2 separate regions of the Ovis aries genome follow, and region 2 is linked to region 1. Evidence: chromatin contacts called from public Hi-C data. All regions are on one chromosome and are shown on one strand. Each heading gives the region's core, a stretch centred on a gene start, on an enhancer-like site or on the middle of the called end of the contact. The rest is flanking DNA. Distances are from core to core; before and after follow the strand shown.

Evidence for each region. A called contact is a pair of places that touch in the nucleus more often than the background predicts.
Region 2: a contact with region 1 is called in a Hi-C map of tail adipose tissue, with 2.8 times the contacts expected there. The contact joins the enhancer-like site here to the promoter of THY1 in region 1. A contact is called at or near these places in 5 of 16 Hi-C or Micro-C datasets (hypothalamus, omental adipose tissue, skin fibroblasts and 1 more).

What each region holds. Positions count from the first base shown.
Region 1 is chr15:29,693,711-29,700,424 of ARS-UI_Ramb_v3.0, reverse strand. It overlaps THY1 (Thy-1 cell surface antigen), which reads left to right and starts at 3,254. Exons shown (of 3, transcript XM_060399794.1): 1 at 3,254-3,638; 2 at 6,071-6,131; 3 at 6,628-6,714. The coding sequence starts at 6,095. It overlaps LOC105602204 (a long non-coding RNA gene), which reads right to left and starts at 3,607. Exons shown (of 4, transcript XR_009596596.1): 1 at 3,515-3,607; 2 at 2,909-2,938.
Region 2 is chr15:29,740,685-29,747,986 of ARS-UI_Ramb_v3.0, reverse strand. It overlaps LOC105602204 (a long non-coding RNA gene), which reads right to left. Exons shown (of 4, transcript XR_009596596.1): 4 at 6,744-7,302. Among named protein-coding and RNA genes, the nearest start is that of THY1, 47 kb to the right of the region's middle. Within about 2 kb of position 2,241, at least 13 of the 54 cell types and tissues checked have an H3K27ac peak or open chromatin away from gene starts, as enhancers often do. A contact at or near this core is called in hypothalamus and tail adipose tissue, where this site is marked.

The DNA of each region.
Region 1 (6,714 bases), core at 2,005-4,504:
CCACCAAATAAAACAGAACTCTTAACTTTTAGGTTGTGACTATTTTGTTAAGTCAACAGGTTTTATGTGTTTGACCATCTCCAAAACCCTAGGATGGGAATCTGGGAATTCTCCCTTATCAACAGAGTGAAGGGGAGGCGATCAAAACCGTGTAGTAGCCTGACAGGTATGTTCAGAGTACTCCACAACGTCCTTGTTTTTCCCATTTCATCCAGACCAGTGAAGTCAGTCCAGCAGAAGGCTGAAGACCCGCCCTGGAAGGAGTGGAGCACGCTGTACCTGGAATCAGAAGATCTGCAGTCTAGCTTGTCTTGGCTGTGTTTCATAATATTTGTCTGACCTTTGACAGATCATTATCCTTTGGGGGCCTCATTTTTCAGCTACAAAATGATGAGATGGCTTCTGCCACCTCTGTGATTTTATAAAGACAATCAGATGAAATCAGGAAATAGAGTGAATGGCTGGTAGACCCTTTGTTAGCCTAAAGGAAGGTGCATTTTGAGAGGAGCATTACTCCATGCATCTCCAGATGGGGCGCCCAGAGGTGATGGGAAAGACCTAAGGGACCCGCAGGGCAGCCACAGTAAGTCGGGAAATCTTGCCTTGGGTGGATAAACCCTTTCTTCCTGCTTTCAGCACTCCTATCCTGTGCCATTAGAAAATGGGAGTTTTTAAATCTCCTCCCCCTCAGGACCCTGTGTTCCATCCCAGCCCCTAAATTGATCATTTGAGCCATTCACTCCATCCAGTCAGACACCTTGGTTTAGCAGACACACTATTGCCACACTCCCCTCCCCTTCCTGAAGCAAAGTGCTTGGGGACCCAAAAAATAGGCCAGGTCCTTGAAACCTTATCAAAATAGCACAGCCAGGCCTTCCAGCCAGCAACACTCAGCGACTGGGCCATAGAGTGGGAAACAGAGCATCCAGGGTCTTATCCAGACAGAGCTCAGATATTTTCTGTTGTTAAGGGGCCTGTGGGTATCCTCATGTCTTGCCCAAAGGAAAAAAAAAAACCATCTCCAACCCCATGGGGGTAGGAGGCAGGATTAGGCTGAAGCAAAAGCAACTAAAGCAACTGTGTTTTGATAGGAAAGATCCTTGGATTGAGAACCAGAAAGCTGGTGAGCAGGAAAGAAGACAGAGTGGAGTGCCAAGGAGGAGGCTAGCGTGTCCAGAATGCAGCAGGAAGAAGAATGGGAAAGATGAGGTGGTGGTGGAGGTCAGCCACCAGGGGCAGGACATCCAGGCACTTAAAAATTACCCTCCTGGTGGTCCAACGGTTAAGAATTTGCCTTGCAATGCAGAGGACACTGGCTCAACCCCTGGTCCGGGAAGATTCCAGGTTCCACATGCCACGGAGCAACTAACCCTACGCGCCACAAATACTGAGCCTGCACTCCGAAGCCCACAAGCTGCAACTTCTGAGCTCGTGTGCTGGAACTACTGAAGCTCTCAGTCTCTAGAGCCAGTGCTCCAAAACAAGAGGCCATCGCAATGAGAAGCCCACATACCACAACCAGAGAAAGCCTATGCCCAGCAACAAAGAGCAGCCAAAATTAAATCCATAAATACTTTTTTAAAAAATTACCCTCCAGACAATAAGAAGCCAGGTCACCTCATCTATGAAAAGGGATGGTCTGCAGTTCCCAGGTCCTGGGAGCCTGTGAAATGTAGACTCCGGGAGCCCTACTACTAGGCTAGGAAAATCCCAGGTGGGCAAGAGCAGCTACATTTCTCATAAAGTGCTCCAGGAGCTCCTGCTGTTTACCAGAGCCAAGGCTCTGTGGATTGGACCATCTGTGAGGCTTGTTCCAGTTAGAAAGTTCCATCACTCTAAGTGCTGGGAGGCCACCTAACCTCCAAAGGAGGGAGAAGGAGTGGGAGGGAGAATCCCCCATTTGCTAGCCCAGGGATGGCTTCCAACAGTACCATTACAGTAATGGAAACTGCAGAGAAGGTGCCAACACCATCTCTGCAAAGAAATAGGAGAATGGCTGGGGGTGCGGGGGGTGGGGCAGGGTCAGCCCACAGGATGTCTCAACCAGAATTCACAAAGAGGCCACAAGGAGGCAAATTAATCAAATAAACCTTTGTTCAAAAAAAAAAAAAAAATTGGAGGCACAAGTCATCAGCACTGGCTATTAAAAAAAAAAAAAACGTTCCAAGGGCTTCTGGTGACTTCAAATTAATGGAGCAAGGACAGATGCCCCAGAAGATCAAAGCGTGGTATCTGCTATTCTTGCTAGTGGTCCTGCCTCCTCTCCCTTCCCACAGTTGCAGAATTTCCCTTTCCCCTGGACTGAAATGCAGCAGTGGAATATAGCTCAGCACCAAAGACTTGGGACTCCAAAGACTTGGGGCTCCATAGCCCAGGTCAACTGGCCATCTCTCCACCTCTTAGCCATGAAATGGGATGAGATGATCCCAGCAGACTGTGGCCATGGATGGAACAGGCCAAGCAGAGTGTTTTCTAGAGGGCAGCAGCACCCTGCCTCTTGTCTGAAGACCAAGCACACAGCGCTCAGGGACTTGGGTGGCTGTGAGGGGTAAGAGGAGAACATGAAATCGAGAAGAACCTTCTAGCTGTCTTCAACAGGAAGTGCCAGCCCCGGAGCTGAGGGACACAGTGCCCAAGAGCAGAAAGCCTCTTAAGAGATGGGTGTTCTAGGCTGGGTGAGGAGTTGGGGCAGGGCTGGGGACCAGGAAAGACCAAGTGCTGCCCTTAAGGGCTGTTGCCATGTGGAAATACACCCCGCTATCCTCCTTTGGAGAAAACCTGGAATATTCCAACACCAAAAACCTCTCACTGACTGCTCCCGCGGAGATGAGTTCTAGGTGAAACGGAAACGAGGCGTGGGCGTTGCCTACGGGGGCCCAGCAACTGGCTTCCATCCACCATTCCTTACCCCCTCGGTTTTCGCGCAGGCTTCCAAAACCTAGGTCAAAGGAAAGGGTTAAAGCTTAAAAGGGGAGCGGTCTTGGCGGGGCTCTGGGAGGCGGCTAGCGTTCCCTGAGCGACCCCAGCCCGATCTCCAGGGTCCAGAACCCTGGCCTCCCAGGCCAGGCCAGCCGGCCACAGGATGGCGGCCCCCTTTTGCTGCAGAAGTCCCCTCTTTCTATCTCGGGCCGCCGCCTCCTCCCTCCACCACCCTTTTTCTCTGCCGCTCAGCCTCTGATTGGCCGAGCCCCCGGGCCCTCCCCGCTCCCCCTCTCCCACCCCTGGTGAAAACTGCGGGCGCGGGGTAAGGTGCAGCAACTGGAGGCGGCGGCGCGTCTGCGGGCGGCTGCAGCGGCGGAGGACCGGAGGCCAGGTGGGAGCTGGAGCCAGGGCGGGACCCGGGGCGCAGGGATAGATAGGTCTCCGGTGCCCAAGCAAGCCCTCCCAACGCGAGGCTTTGGAAAACGGACCGAGGGCGCCCTGGGAAGGAGCTGCGCAGTGCTTGGGGAGGGGCCTGCTTGCAAGGCAGGGGCGGGAGCAGCGGCGCACCTTTCGCCCGCTGGGAGACGTTTACCTGGGACTGGAGTGCTGGAGGAGAACCGGGAGGAGAGCGGCAAGGACAGGCTTGGGTTCTGCTCTCCACCCAGAAGTACCCAAACCCAGATCGTAAAGGCGCGGGGGCGGGGCGGTGAGACTGGGTGAGACTAAGGGAACGGAGGACCGAAAACCGAAGGCAGTCTCTGCCCTGCGACCTCGCGGCGGGCTTGGTGCGGGGCCTCCAAGGAACGGGAAACCGCAGTGCCGCGAGGCCGGGGGGAGGAGTGCGGGGGGGGCGGGCCACCGGGAGAAAGGCCTGCAGACGGCGGAGGCGAGAACCGGAGAAGGATCAGCGAGGGGGAAGGGGGACCTCAATTGGAAAAGGAGAGGCTTGAAATAGGGAAACGGAATAAGGATGGGGTTAGTCGAATGCGGGCTAGAGTGGGCGGGAGCGCGAAGCTTCTCCGGGTTCTGAGCTGCGGGGAAACAAGGCCAGGGAAACGCTAACAGACGGTGCCTCCCCTATAGCGTCCACCCCACCCTTCCGCTCTGCATCCCCTTCCAGCTCCAGCCCCATTTCTTCCTTTCTAGTTCTAGCCGCCTCCCCGCTTCCTCTCTAGATCCCAAGCTCGCCACCCGCCTCTGTAACTCGGTGTCTGCTAATCAAAACCAGATGTTGCCACCCCCCTTTCTTCCCCAACGGCACCTCCGGGTCCCTTTCGGCGGGGGTCTGAAAGGGAACTGACTGCAGCGCAGGCGCCCGGGGACCCCAGCCTCGCCCCTCCCTCCCCGCACTGGGCAGAGCGCCGGGGACCTGGACGCCGCTAGCGGCGCGCCCTGCGCGCGGGAGCGCTAGCACCGGGGCACGGCCCTCCTGTGGCCTCTCCCAGGCGAGCGCTGCTGCGGACAGGCTAGGCTACCCGCTCTGTTGCCTCGCCAGGATACTGATTGAGCCCAGGCTGCAAAAAAAGATGGGGCAGAGAGCCGAGTCAGAGAGGCTACCAGCAGCCGGACTGGAAAATTGCAGGTCCAGGAACCCCGCCCAGAGAGCTGAGCAATAGAAAACGTCTTGGTTCCGACGCTGAGAACACATGCAATAGGAGGCCACTGTCACCTTCCTCACACACAACCAGAGACACGTTTAGATGTGTGCCACGTGGGGCCCCACACACACATGACCGACCACCCAGCCATCATCCCCAGCCACACAGTCGGTCAGAGATGGACGCTTGTGGATCACTTACTCTTGAACAGTGCCAGATGTTTGTCATTTTCCTTAAGCCCATCACAACCCGGTGCGTATCTAAAGCCAGGTTCATTCAGTATCTTTCAGACATCTGTTATATGCCATCTGTTATAGCTGTTTAGGTATTGGGGAGTTTCTTCAGAACAAGAAATAGGAAGTCCCTGAATGAGAAGGTTTTGTTTCATGGGTAGAGAGTTGTGGTTTTTGCAAGATGAAAAGGTGTTTTGCTGAACTTTCATTTCAGGTTGGAAGGATCCTTAACAAAAGAAACCACAAATAAATATACAATTTCAATATTTAATAGAGGCTTATTTATATATAATCATTAAAAGACAAGAGAAATAGGAAAAGTAAAGTAACAGCATATACATCACCAAATTGGGCTGACCAACATCCAGACTTAAACAGCACTGGGAAGTCCCAAATAACAGCAGTCTGGAGTCCCAGCTGGAAAAATGTCCCAGGCTGTGCGTCCACTTAGCGGGTGAGACTTCAGATTGCAGTTTTGGGGGTTCCTGCTGATAATCCCAGGCCTTACAGTGATAGCATCATTTGTTTGCATGCAGAAATGCTCTTCTGCATTTTTTACTTATTTAACCCTTTGACAATGCTGTTTGTTTCACCTTATGAGTCATAGGATTTCATTAGACCCTGGGAGATTGGCCAGACCTTCAGGAGTTCAAGAATTCCAAGACCCGCTCTTTTTTCTTTTTTCTTGACTAAAGCGCCACCTGACTAGCTGTGCTTGCAGGCAGGCGCAGAATCCGGGCAGTGTCCAGGCAGGTCAGAGGCCTGCTTGCCTGCTTCTGAAGCCTGAACAAGACTTCCTCCATTTTAATTTCCTCAACAAAAGGGCTCCAGAGATTGGCTGCACTACAGTGTGGATGAACTTAACATTTCTGAATTGTACACTTGAAAATGATTAGCAGGGACTTCCCTGGTAGTCCAGCAGTTAAGACTCCATGCTGCCTGATGCAGCCAATTTTTTTTTTTAATATATATGGTTAAGATAAATTGTGTTTCTGCAAATTTTCCGACAAAAAAAGTAGGAGGGCCCTGCCTTGGAAATGATCAAGTTAAAGCCACTTATTCAAAGCCACCCATCTAGTAAATGGTCACATATACACACACACCACAGAAAGCTGTTTTCCCCCACCCCCTTGCTTCCCTGACGGGGAAGAGCTGAGTGGCAGTGTCACATTCACTGAGAGGAGGGGAGGGGAGAGGGCTGTCGAGAGGGGCTTGGATGGTCATTATGGGAGGTCTCCTGAGGGCCCCCAACCCTGGCAATAAGTCTGGGGACGCCTGCCCTACCTCCTGGCTGATTCCCATCTTGTTCCACCCCAGATCCAGGACTGAGCTCTCGGCACCATGAACCCTACCATCGGCATCGCCCTCCTGCTGACAGGTATGCGGCAAGGGGTAGGGCTGGGATTCCAAGCTCCCTGGCTGCTTTCTTTTCAGAAGAGCTAGCTGCTTCCTCAAGAACTCAGAAGGTGGAGGTGACTAAGGGAGAGAGGGCTTCTTTTATCCCTAAGACAGCTGAGCAACCTAGTTGGTTTTCTGACTACCTGGGACCATTTCTGGAAACACAGTTCACTAAGCTTGTCCCATACTGAGTTGGAATCTGCAAATGCGGACCAAGATATAGCATCAACTCCCCCAAGATCTCCTGCCCCGGAACACACTGGCAGGACCCCAGGACTAGAACAGAGGGAAATGGGCTGGAGTCTGCAGAAGGGAAGGTACACTGGCTCTCAGGGACCATGTGGGCAGGGAGAGGTGCTCGACAGCAGACCCTTGTGCCCTCCCCGGTCAGGCCTTCCTCTGCTGTGAATGTGGGTGGGAAGCCCCCTGCTCTAGAGGTCCTTCCCCAACTTGGAGGGGGGCACTGCTGGTGCCAGTCTTACAGGTGGCCCGTGGGCAGAAGGTGACCAGCCTGACAGCCTGCCTGGTGAACCAGAGCCTTCGTCTAGACTGCCATCATGAGA
Region 2 (7,302 bases), core at 992-3,491, 49 kb before region 1:
GGTGGGAGGGGCCCCGGCACTGCTGTGTGCAGGCGCCTTGGCACATCCACTCACAGCGCCCCGCAGGAACGGGCCGCCTCATTCCTCAACTGAGGAGCCTGAGGCCTAGAGAGGTCAACTCCCGGGTCCAAACCCCACGCCCCTCCTCCTTCCATCACTCCTGAGTGAGCCAGGATCCTGAGCGGGGACTCGGATGCAGCAGCAGGCCCTGTCCACCCCAACCCTGGGCTTCCAGCCTCAGCCTGGATCTGAGTGGCCTCAGATATGTGATCCAATGGGTCCTGGGCTAGTTTCCACCAGTGGATTCACTGTCAGCACCTGAGCCCCCACCCAGTACATCCCCCAAAAACTCCCACTGCCCCTCATCATTCGTAACTGCTCCGTACTTCTTAACAGAACCTCCCATTCCCATCACTCAGGGTCACAGAACCAGACAACGGCAGGCCTCAGCCCTCGCAAGAGGTCCAGGTAGACCATCACAAATAAACATGGGACTTCCCTGGTGGTCCAATGGTTAAGAACCTGCCTGCCAAAGCAGGAGAAATAGGTTGATCCGTGGTCCAGGAAGATCCCACATACTACAGAGCGACTAAGCCTGTGCACCACAACTGCTGAGCCTGTGCTCCAGAGCCTGTTCCACAACTAGAGAAAGCCCACACAGCAACGGAGACCCAGCGCAGCGAAAAATAAATAAGTCTTTTTTTTTTTTTCGATGTAATAAACTGGGAAAGGAGGGTGGCTCTGCTTCCTCCATACACAAAAGGTAAATCTCTGAGTGTTTCCTTTTCCCTTCCCTGGGACAGAATTTTAAGCTCTCCAGGGAATAGCTGGGCCTAGACACTCTCGCAAGGTACCAGGGAGGTCTATGTCCCAGGGACAACTCCAGGCTACAGGTGAGAACCCCAAGTGAGCTCTCCCTCTGCCCGCTCATGCCATACAACCACACTGAGACACGGCCACTCGGTCTACAAAGTGCCCCTGGTGCCCCCTCCTCTGCCCATCCACCCTAGTCCTCGGCTGCCCACAGGTGGCCCCATCCCCATAGTGCCAACTCAGGGGACTCAACAGACACCTGACGGCGATCAGCCCTTCCCCACCGCCTGCCTGGAGCCTGCTCCTGGGCCAGAAGCCAGACAGATTTTCCTGGAACTTCTGTGGCCTCCGGCACCAAAATACAGAGAAACCTGGGGGAAGAAAGGTCAGAATAGAAACAGGCAGAACAAGTAGGGGCTGTGGGGAGGAGGGAGGTACCGTGTGGATCATCCCTGCCTGCTTCCCTCAGCCCTGTCTCTGCCACTTGCTGCTTCCTGCCCAGGCACATGAAAGCTCATACCCACCCCTCCCTAGAACAGACACACAAGTCAGGGAGGCAGAACTGCATCCAGGTTACATTAAACCAGGTAGAGGATGGTACCTTGGCACAGAGGAGGGCCTCATCTCAGACACTGTGAATCCAGGACTTCCTAAAGGAAGTGCTTTTGAACGCCTCAAGGGAAAGACTGCTCCAAGGAGAAAGAGTTTGTGCAAAGGCCCTGAGGCCACAGAAAGTGTGGTGAGGACTGAGGAGAGCAGGAGGGCTCTGCACACAGCTGGCAGCTAGAGCAGCCTTGCTCCACACTGGCAGCCGGCGGCTTGCTTGTTCTGCTTCTTAGACATCCGCAGGAATGCACAGAGCCTCCCACTGGCCCCATGAGCATATTTTGGAAAATCTCTTGTCACAGTCTTCAGCCCAGCCCAAGACTCCTCTGACCTCCGGCATCCTCTCTGAGGCCACTGCTGGCTGGGGCCTTGGCCCTCATCCCTCCAGGAGTTCCTGACTCATCGTGGAAAAAGCTAAAAATCCCAGTCTTCTCAAGAATCAATCTGGCTCTGGGGGGAGGGCAGCTGTGACCCCAGCTCCAGGACACACAAGCAGTGGAGGGGGGCAGGGAGCAAGTCAGAGACAGGAGAAGATGCAGAAACACAGACACAGAGAGTGGTGGGAAGAGAGACGGGAGGTGCTGATCACAGCCGCAGAGACGACAGTCCAAGGGAGCAGGAGAGATATACTGCAGGCAGCGACGGCTCACATAAGCCAGAAACAAAGGGACACTCTTAGGTACACAGGACAAGCTGCCAAAGACAGCCAAGGACCACAAAGTCAGCTGATCAGCTGATCTGGAGGCAGCCTATGGGCCTCAGAAGAGGTTGGGTGGGGTGTCGGAAGGCAGCTCCCAACTCCGGGATGGGTCCACTGACTGCAGTTGCAGAATAGACCATGAGGGGGCGGTATTGCTCCAGCCACTGCCCTTTCGCCAGGAGTCTGGCCTCCCTAAAGACAAAGGCAAACTCCTTTCATCAGAAGCAGCACACAGGGGCCCAGGCTCACTGAAGGGGTAAGAGACACGGATGAGGGAACCCAGAGCATCCACCCCTGGCCTGGAGACCCCGCCCATCCCAGCATCTCCTCAGACCTGCCTCTTCCCTCCACATTCCCCATCACCAGCTTCATTCTACCTTTCCTGTCTCCTGCCTTGCAGGCCCAGAGGGCAGAGCCAGGAGGTGCTGGCCAACTTCTCCGCCCTTTCTGTAAAGGATATGACAGCCGCTATGTCTGAGGACCAGCCTTGGATCCTGCCACAGGAACCGGTCCCTTCCTTTACATCTTCCCTTGAAGGCTCTTGGATTCAGAGCATCCCTCACAAAAGCACAGAGGTCTTGGCTGAGCCAACACTTTCCAGCAGACTGCAGTGCTGAAAACATAACCGCAAGCTTGGGCCACATTAATAGAACATACTGTCCAGTGGAGGACAGCAGTCGGCAGCGATGAAGTCCAGGCCTCTGGTCACTTCTCTTGAAGGGATGTCAGTAAACCAACGTGACCCAGGAGGAAGACCACTGTGGAAACGTGCTACAAATTCAAGGTCCATCAGGGAGCACCAACACCATGTCAAACACTTGATATGTTAAGTGTTATATGTTAAGTGACATATTACGTTTATTATATCTTTACAGCAACTTGCATCATCATATCCACTTTACAGACAGGAAAACTCAGGAAAGCTCTTCTTCCAATGACTATCGTGTGTGTGTGTGTGAGTGTGAATGTGAGTGTGCTCAGTCGTGTGTAACTCTTTGCAACCCCACGGACTGTAGCCTGCCAGGCTCCTCTGTCCATGGGATTTCCCAGGCAAGAATACTGGAGTGGTTGCCATTTCCTCCTCCAGGGGATCTTCCCAACCCAGGGATCAAACCCTCAATTCGTGCGTCTCCTATGTCTCCACCATTAGCAGACAGATTCTTTACCACCAGCACCCCTATCCTATAGGTGTGGTATTTCTCAAAGCTCCATTTCCGGTCTCTCTTCTCCTTCATACATATTTCCTGAGTGGTCACATCTGATCCCATGACCTAGACTTTGTTCTCAAGTCGTTTGCCAAGATCATTCTCCCAGATTCCAGATCAGTCTATCCACCGGCCTTCTCATCTCCTCCTGGATGTCTTCAGGGACCTAGCCTTCCTTGTGCCCAGCGCTGACTCCTGATCTTCGTGGTCTGTTCTCCTGAGTCCAGCCCTGTAGGGCAGCCAAGCTTCCTGCCTCAGTGGGCCAGCAGAGGGTGTCTACAGGTCAGCCAAGGCCTTGTGGGGGCGGGGGAGGCTCACGCTGGAGTATTGCTGAGCACCAGTGAGCACTGCAGTCCCTTTCCTCCTCTTCAGCCCCTCCCACCCCAGGGTCCTCCTTCTGTCGCTGCGGTCTCTCTTCCCTTTAACTCTGGGAAATGGAAAACGGCCCTGCGAGTGAGGGGTAGAAGGGGATTTTGAGCACAAGCGGGAGAGGGGGAAGGAAACACACGCACAGGGAAACACTGGACCCTTTGTTGGAGCGATTCTGCCCCACAGCCATCCAGGGCTGGGGTTTGGCTCAGCAGGAGCAGCAAAAGGGCAGAGTGGTAAGAGAATTTACAGTGACCAAATTGTTGCGCATAGCTCAGTCATGTCTGATTCTCTGTGACCCCACGGACTGCAGCACGCCAGGCTCCCCTATCCTTCATTGTCTCCTGGAGTTTGCTCAGACTCGTGGCGATTGAGTCAGTGATGCCATCCAACCGTCTCATCCTCTGCCGTCCCCTTCTCCTCCTGCCCAGTGAGCAAGAGGATGATAGAAATAATGTCATCCAAGCAGACTAGAAGGGAAAATGAAGATAAGGGAGAACTGAGGAGACAGAAGTTCTAATGACATTAAAAAAAAAAAAAAAAAAAAAAACCTCTTGTGGAAGGAGTTGATAGCAGGCCAGATGGGGTGGCTGCAAGGTCACATAGTCTTAGTACAGAAGGGCTTGAAGGGAGAGGGAGGGAGCAGGGCGGGGCTAGTTGAGCCTGGGCAAGAATGGGGGCCGTTCCCACTGGAGATCCTGGATGCTCTGGGTTTTCCCAGGCCACTGCCCCAGTCAGAAGAGGCAGGGAGGGGCCAGGATAGAACAAAGCTGGCTGATGGGAGGGGCCCAGGGGACTGGAGACCTCTGGCATCATGACAGCCCCTCAGGTTCAGGATCTAGGAGCCTGAGTCAGGAAGTGGAGGGGGCTGGGCTGTCTGGTCCGGGAGCAGGCTGTTGCAGACCCAGCTGTGGGTAAGAGAGAGACAGAGGTTGAGACCAGTCAGTTTTCCTGGGGAGGGTCTGGGTCACTTAACACAGCAAGTGTCAGAGAGCCGGGAGGGAGAAGGGCCAGGCGTGGATGGGAGGTGGGGGTCCAGACTCCACACGGGGCAACCTCCCAGGTGGATGTCAGGGGAGGGGCCCTCCAGGATGAATCACATGGGTGTAGCGGGTGCCCTTTCTGCAGGAATGCTTTCTCAAGTCATTCAAAGGCATGTGCAGCCTCAGAGATGTTAGCAGCCACTGGCTGAATATTTGGATACTGTGTCCAATCTAGAACCTGTGGGGAGTGTTCGGTTGTCTTCCTGCTGCATCTGCCAAGGCCCAAGGGAAGGTGCTGCCAGGAACGGGTGTGGCAAATTTTCCCAGCTTGATCCCTCTTCCTTGTCACTGAGCACCTCCCCTTAAAGTCCCCTGGTCCAGAATTATTTGTGAGCTCTGCTGTTTGCAGCATCACTGACTCAGTGGACATGAGTTTGAGCAAACTCTGGGAGATAGTGAAGGACAGGGAAGCCTGGCATGCTGCAGTCCACGGGATTGCCAAGTCAGACATGACTTAGCGACAGAACATCAGCCGTACACCTGACACCAGGTGGAGTGCTGGGAGTACACAGGCAAGTAAACAATAGCTCTTGTCCTTGAGATGCTCACGGTCCTAGAAGGTAGGCCTTCCATCTTCTCACCTGGCACCGACCAGGCGGGAGACAGCGTAGGTGCTCCCAGTCTTTGCACAAGCGGTTCCCCTTGCTTGGAATACCCTGCCCTCCCCACCCCCACTCCCTCACATCCCTCCCACACATCTCACCTGCTTGATCAGCTCCTCTGCGAGTAACATCAGCTTTGATGTCCCTCGATCTGGGAAGACCTCCTGGAATGCCCAGTTATGAGTGCCACCTCCCCACTCCCACTCCCCCACCGACCTCCCCTGCCTTAGCTGAAGTTGTGAAGATGTGGTGCAGTTGTGGTTTGACGGTGTGACCTCCAGAGTCAGAGTCCAGAGGTGGCCTTCGAATCCTGGTGTCTTCCCTGACCAGCTGAGGGTGCCTGGGTAACTTACTTGACTTCTATAAGTATCAGTTTCCCCATCTGTTAGATGGAGTGGGGGGAGGGATTTGTTTTGGTTTTTCTTCTATTTTTTTCAGCTTTTTTTTTTCCAATTAAGATTTTTCTGATGTGGACCATTTTTAGTCTTTATTGAATTTGTTATGATATTTTATGTCTTGGCTGCAAAGCATGTGGGATCCTAGCTCCCTGACCAGGGCTTGAACCTGCACCCCCTGCAATGGATGGCAAAGTCTTAACCCCTGGACCACCAGGGAAGTGCCCGTTTTTCAGCTTTCTTGAGCTGTAATTGACATAGAACAGTGCTTAAGTTTAAGGTGTACAACATGTGGATTGCGTGCTAATATGTCACCAGAGGTTCACTAGCACGGCTTAGCTAACATGCTTTCCTGTCACATAATTACCATTTCTTTTTTGTGGTCTGAACATTTCAGATCTACTTTCTTAGCACATTTAAGTGTATAATACAGTATTGGCTACAATCCCCTTGGGGCACATTATTGTTGTTTAGTTGCCCTGTCGGTTCTGACTCCGTGACCCCCGTGGACTACAGCACGCCAGGCTTCCCTGTCCCTCACTATCTCCTGAAGTTTGCCCAAATTCATGTCCGTTGCATCGGTGATGCCATCCAGCCATCTCATCCTCTAATGCCCTCTTCTCTTTCTGCCCTCAATCTTTCCCAGCATCAGGGACTTTTCCAATGAGTCAGCTGTTCATATCAGGTAACCAAAATACTAGAGCTTCAGCTTCAGCATCAGTCCTTCCAGTGAGTATCCAGGGTTGATTTCCCTTAAGATTGACTGGTTGGATCTCCTTGCTGTCCAAGGGACTCTCAGGAGTCTTCTCCAGCACCACAGTTCGAAGGCATCAACTCTTTGGCCATCTGCCTTCTTTATGGTCCAGCTCTCACATCTATACATGACCGCTGGGAAGACCATCTAATGTAATGCTCTACATTAGATCCCCCAAATTTGTGCATCCTCTTTTTGCAATTTTTGAGCTATAACTGACCCCCTAACTTTATATCAGTTTCAGGTATACAATGTAATGATTCAATATTTGTGTATATTGTGAAATGGTCACCACCACAGGTCTAGTTAACATCCATTACCACACAAAGTTCTAAGTTGTTTTTTCTTCGAATGGGAACTTTTAACTTGCACTCTCTTAGCAATTGTGAAATATACAAAGAGGTGTTATTACCTAGAGTCACCATGCTGTACTTACACCCTCAGGAAAGGATGAAGGTTTTAATAGCACCTATTTCATAAGATTATTATGAAAATCAAGTAAGAAATACCCCATAAAGCAACTTAGCACTGTGCCTGGCAAACAAATTTCAAATAAGTATTTAGTGGCTATTATGATTATTTTACTTCTGTAGAACTGATTGCATTAAGCAACAGCCCTGGAGGGTTGGTACCAGCACTCTGGCCAAGATCCTGCAGCAAGCTAAGTGCTCAATATAAGACTGTTGAGTAAATGACAACTTTAATCCCTTAACTGATACCACTGAACCCTCTACTTCTGGCCATTTCTCTTTTTTTGGCCCAGCCTCCTGGTGCTGCAAACTGAGGGTCCATCTGGCTGAAGAGGGTCAGGAGGA